Linked DNA regions of Mus musculus: region 2 is linked to region 1. Evidence: chromatin contacts called from public HiCAR-type data. All regions are on one chromosome and are shown on one strand. Each heading gives the region's core, a stretch centred on a gene start, on an enhancer-like site or on the middle of the called end of the contact. The rest is flanking DNA. Distances are from core to core; before and after follow the strand shown. Region 1 holds the start of Usp45 (ubiquitin specific petidase 45). Region 2 holds the start of Ttpa (tocopherol (alpha) transfer protein).

Region 1 (2,700 bases), core at 184-2,683:
GGACTTTCAAAGGCTTTCCATTATCAAAATTGTGTCTGGAAACCTCCAAGTCTCTCCTGGCACTGAGGAGTCAAGAGGACTGACTCACAGGATTCAGCACATGGTTGTATATTTCATGGTACATTCTATGAACACTCAACCCGACTAGACTGGAAAAGGGTACTTTGCCCATAACTTCCATAAAGTCTCTCTCTTCAGGTGGGTAAGACAAGGACTAAGCAGCAACATGAATCTGGGTTCAGGGGAACCCATTAGAGACTTGGAGCACAGAAACTGTATGGTAACTGGTCATTTTGGCATGAAACATAATGCTGAGTATAGAACAATTACTACTACATCAGAACATGCCCAAACTCCAAGTTTTAAGATGCCAAACAAGGGCCAATGTTGCAGGCAGAGCCATCAAAGGACAGAAGTTTCAGGCCTGACTTCACCACAAACATGTTCTGGCTTTTTCTTTCTTTCTTTTTTTTTTTTTTTTTTGAGGTTTTGCAAACATCAAACGTTACAGCTTTCTTTTAAAACATAAATCTATTGATGTATTTTATATGTATGGCTGTGCACGTGTTTAGTGTTTCGATTTGCATTAGTGAGGTCAGAGTAGCTTCTCTCTTTCACCTCGTGGGTCCAGGAGATTGAACCATCAGGTTTGGCGACCTGCTGAGACGTCAACTTCAGCTTTTAATTTAAATATTATCTAGCACTTGCGTTACCTCTAACAAAGGATGTACGGCTAACGCAATTAATATCACACTTTTCAACTGGCTACAAGCTTCCCTTGTCAAATTGGTTTTTGTTTTGATTTTTTTTTAAGTTTTGGGCTGCTATTCTCCAGCGTGAGAAGAGGAAATGCAAACATCTTCCTTTTAGATACCCGGGCTCAAAACACTCAATTCTATGAACCTCTTACAAGCACTTTGAGATACGTCACTATCATCATCCTTAATTTACACTTGGAACTGGATAGAGGTAAAGTGACTTGCAGAAGTCCGGGAGCCGGACGTGGGCTCAGGTATAGGATCGACCCCTAACCTAATATTTGGCGTCGCCAAAAAGCTGTGTCTAGGCTCTTCGTCAGGCCATGAATGCACCCCAAGTTAGCAGAGCGGGATGTGCTGCGAGGGGAGACCCCGAGGGGACAAGCGGACGCTGCATGCCCGGGTCACCAAAAAGACGAGACTCGGCCTGGCTCCCTCCCCGACCCCGGCTCTTCCCCCCTGCCGCCAGCACTCGGCCCGGGAGGCCGCCTGGTGCCTTTGTGAATCTGGACGCGAGGGTAGGCTAGGAAACCTCTCTTTCTAGGCTGGTTGACGTACAGGAAGGTCTCGTCGCCCAAGCGAAGACACAGTGGTTACAGTGACCCCAAAGCCTGGGCCCCAACTCACCCCGCCCGCCGGGCCGCAGCTTCCACACGCAGGAGCTTCTGCGCCTGTGCAGAGGGGAACCCGGAGAAGGCGGGGCTTGGCGTCCTGGGCGGGGGCGAGGGCGGGGTCTGGTGTTCTGGGTGGGCCGAAGGCGGGACTTTGAGTCCAGACCCAGATCTGGGTTTTCCTTTGGCGGCTTGGAGGTTGGAGCATGGTGGAGGAGTGTAGATGGGATGAGGGGATGGCGCCCTGCAGCCAACTGATTACAGTGCCAGCCACGGGGCCTGGATGCAGGCGCTGGCTTTAGTGAGCTGCGTCCCACTTGCTGGGTGCCTTTTAAGACAGCTTCCCTTGTTCCATCACCCAACTCGGAACCTAAAGTCGCATCTGAGATTCACTCTATATGATTTTAACGTTTTATTTCACGTGGTTCTCACTTCTGAACTAGATTGTACATCACACCTGTAATTCTGCTCAATCCGATCATCTGTTACAACAATGTACACCTTGCTTTTGAGTAAAAACAGTTGGTTTGAAATTTTGTTGTGGGGCTGGAGAGATGACTCAGTGGTTAAGAACACTGACTACTCATCCTGAGATCCTCAGTTCAATTCCCAGCAACCACATGGTGTCTCAGAACCATCTGTAATGGGATCCGATACCCTCTTCCTGTTACAAAAAATAAAAAAATTTAAAAAACAAAAAATAATTTCTTGCAAGCACTAGTTGATGAGCCACAGTCTTTCACAAGGGACAAGTTGTGACCTAATGGATCGTGTGCTGGGGTTGGAGTTTAAAAGAGTTCAGTTAAGAACCAAAAGCTGACTGGGTTTGTTGTTGTGGTTTGTTGTTTCCACTTTTTTTTTTTTTTTTAACTTAAAAATCTAATTCATTTCCATGGGGAAACTTGGCAAAGGAGAGAACTCTTCCTTTATGTTGTTTATAGGAACCATTCATTAGACAAATGCAGTGGAATACAAGCATGCTGGTCAAGATACTAGGTATGGGGTACATAATTGTCTTTTAGAAGGTCATTTTCTTCCAGGGAAAAAAAGAAATGCTGCATCTGTAAGAACAGTTTGGGTTATGATATAATTCCAAAGTCTATATACAAATTTCAAATTTGTCTGTATAAATATCAAGTTTCATATGTTAGTATTGAATTTGAAATAGACTATGTAAAAGATGCAAAAATTTGCATCCTAAATTGTGTCAGGTTTTTGTTTTTTGTTTTTTTCTGGTTTTTCTTTCTTTTTTTTTTTATTAGATCTTTTCTTTATATATATTTCAAATTTCAAATGCTATCCGGAAAGTTCCCTATACCCCCCACCCCGCC
Region 2 (2,736 bases), core at 47-2,546, 1.8 Mb after region 1:
GGATGAACGATCAGCATAGGGCCTAACAGCACCCGCCCAGTAACAATCTCTACAGCCACAAACAAAAAACTGACTAGATATCCCCAAAAGAGTAGTAGGTGTGAGCACATGTTCACATGACCTGATTCTATAACAGCATGCAGTTGAGAAAAGCCAAAGGAAAAAATAAACTCACAAGCGCCTGTTTGCGTGAGCATTGTTACACAGGCTTGAAGTAACAGGTAATGCCATACTTCTGGGTCCTCAAGGTCTAACTAGAGTTTGTGTTGGGAAATTCTTTTCTTTTAGGAAATTCCTTTGAAGTTTTTCCTGTTTTGTATTGTTTGTGGTGTTTTTTGCCATACTTGGTGCTTATCCAATAAAATTAGTTTCATAAACCCAGGGCATGTTGGAAATCCGCAGCCTGCTGATCACTGACTACTTTCTCCGTGCCAAGCACAGGGTTTGGCACATCTTGTTCTAGCATTCCAGGTTAATGTGCAATTCTCGAAACTACTGTCATGTCCTCACAGTTACTGAACAGATAAGGGTGCTGACCCCAAGAGGGACAAAGTCAAGGTCGCATCTCCCTGACCCCAAGGCCCCATCTCTCTTGGCCCCAAGGCCAGTGTGTTGTGAATACCTGAAACATAAAAGAAATCATCTGTACTGCCCTGGGTTTCAAACATGCCAAACTGTGCATTTAGCTCTATTAACATAGTCTTTTTCAAGATGCCTTTAGATGTCCATTTCGTCGTCCTCTGTCCACACCTAGTTATCTATTCAGTTAACACAGCTGAGCACCCCGGGGGTCAGGGATCTCCACTTTGTTTAATTCCCAAGGACCCTAGTAGTCCACGGGATGTCCTCCGCGGCGGCGGGGACCAAAACATCGGCGGGGGCGAAATCGGGGTTCTGGGCGCGCCTGCAGTCACACTGCCACGCTCGGCGCGCGTGGATTCCGCCGTCGCCGAGCTCTGCCCGCCCCCGGTGCACACTTACGCGCCAGGCCAGATCCAGATCGAAATCCCGGGCGCGCAGGAAGCGCAGCAGGAAAGCGTCTGTGAGAGGCTGCGGGGTCTGCGGGACGCCTGCCTCCTGCACCCGGCGCCTGAGCTCCGCCAGGCCGGGCTGGAGCAGCGGCGAGTGGTCGGGCAGCTCGTTGAGCTGTTTCCCAACCAATGGCCCCGGCCGCATCTCTGCCATGCCCGCCGTGCTGTCCCGGCGACAGGGGGGAAAAGTGCGGGCCCAGAGCCACCCTCCGCCCCCCGCCGTGGCCGCCGCCCCACGCACACTCACCCGGGCCGCCCCGATCTCCCGTGCCCCGCCGGTGCAAGGGTCACGGCGCCCTCTTAAAGAAGCCCACGTGGTGCCCTCCGGTGCTCACCAGGGTAACCGCAGCCAGTCCCAGGGAAGGAAAGTCACTAGTGTTGAACCTAAAGAACGGGAAGTCGAAAAGTTACTTGGGATGTTTATAATCAGGCTGCCAGAGACTTTTCTCACCCTTTCCTCGTTGCCCTTCCCCCTCTGTCCGTTTTGGAATCAGGGAACACTGTAAACGGCTCTTTAATTAGCTTGGGTAGCAGACACTCAGGAACCCTCCTCCTGACCCCTTCCTTAAGGCTGAGCTCAGGCCATCTCTGGCATTCTAACTAGTTTCCAAAATGTAACTCAAGGAAGCCACCTTTGGCAGTCTCCTCCTCCTCCTTGCTTCTCTCCAGGAAAATGCTTTCCAGATCTTGGCATCTGGCTCTACTAGAGAAAGGAGAGCGGGTGGGGGAGGTCACATTTTAAACACTAACGATGTATGTGTTTAGATGCCACCAGTCTCTCAATCAAAACCCTTACTTAAGGAACCTGAAGGATGTCTGCTGAAGAATACACAGAGATGACCGCGAAATCTGAATGAACACACGGAAGTATTTTTTCCTTCATTTCCATTAAAATTATCCTACACTTGAACTGCCACCTGAACAGAAGAAAGTCCACAAAACTAACTCCTCTTAATATGCAGTGCATGTTCACAAAACACTGATTTTGCGAGTGAAAGAGGCCTTAAAGGAACTCAGAGCAAGAATGTCTGATGGAGTGGCTCTTGGGTAGAGACCATGTTCCGATTATTGAGGATATCCTCAAAACAGAACTCTTGCCTTGGAGACGTTTTTCATTTTTGTGTGGGCTGGAAGTAAAAGGAGCAGAGGTAAATCTCCTCCATGGTGTAGGAGAACATTAAGCAAACACCAGGGAACAAGGCCAAGCGGCTGTGTTGTGGTGTGAACCCCTGAATCACAAAGAGAGCTGGCTGGGGTGCTTGGTTACCGGGCTGAGAGCTTTGAATTCTATACTGAGGAAGGAGAGGGAACAGTATTAAATAACCAGGATCCAATCTGAAAACTGTTAAGTCTCAAACCCTGGGACAAGTAGCTAGGTGCCTTTTAATACATCAAAGTGGAGCTGTCCCCTAGGTTGTCCCAGCATCTCTCAGTCCCTACTTGTTAGAGGGCATGGCAGGTATGCTCCACCCCACCGTCTCCCTGCCAGCCCTCCAGCCCAGGGTGTGGGCCGTCCTTCCAGAGAAGCTCATCCCTATATAATCCAGCCGGTTTGTTACCTTCCCTCTTTAGTTTTTAGCCTTTTCCTCTCTAGACTGCTGCTCCTGCCCCACCCCCACCCTCTTTATTTATTAGCCTTTTCCTCTCTAGGCTGCTGCACCTGCCCCACCCCCACCCTCGCTCAGGTTCATGTCCACATTTGACT

What was found. HiCAR-type assays count read pairs that join an accessible place to other places.
Region 2: a contact with region 1 is called in a HiCAR-type map of astrocytes, with 5 times the contacts expected there. The contact joins the promoter of Ttpa here to the promoter of Usp45 in region 1. A contact is called at or near these places in 3 of 39 promoter capture datasets (hippocampal neurons, neural stem cells and second pharyngeal arch cranial neural crest) and 3 of 115 datasets of contacts at active chromatin or transcription factors (astrocytes, embryonic stem cells and stem cell-derived neural progenitor cells).

The regions. Positions count from the first base shown.
Region 1 is chr4:21,775,003-21,777,702 of GRCm38.p6, reverse strand. It overlaps Usp45 (ubiquitin specific petidase 45), which reads right to left and starts at 1,433. Exons shown (of 18, transcript NM_152825.2): 1 at 1,386-1,433.
Region 2 is chr4:20,006,889-20,009,624 of GRCm38.p6, reverse strand. Ttpa (tocopherol (alpha) transfer protein) reads right to left here and starts at 1,296. Exons shown (of 5, transcript NM_015767.4): 1 at 982-1,296. The coding sequence starts at 1,185.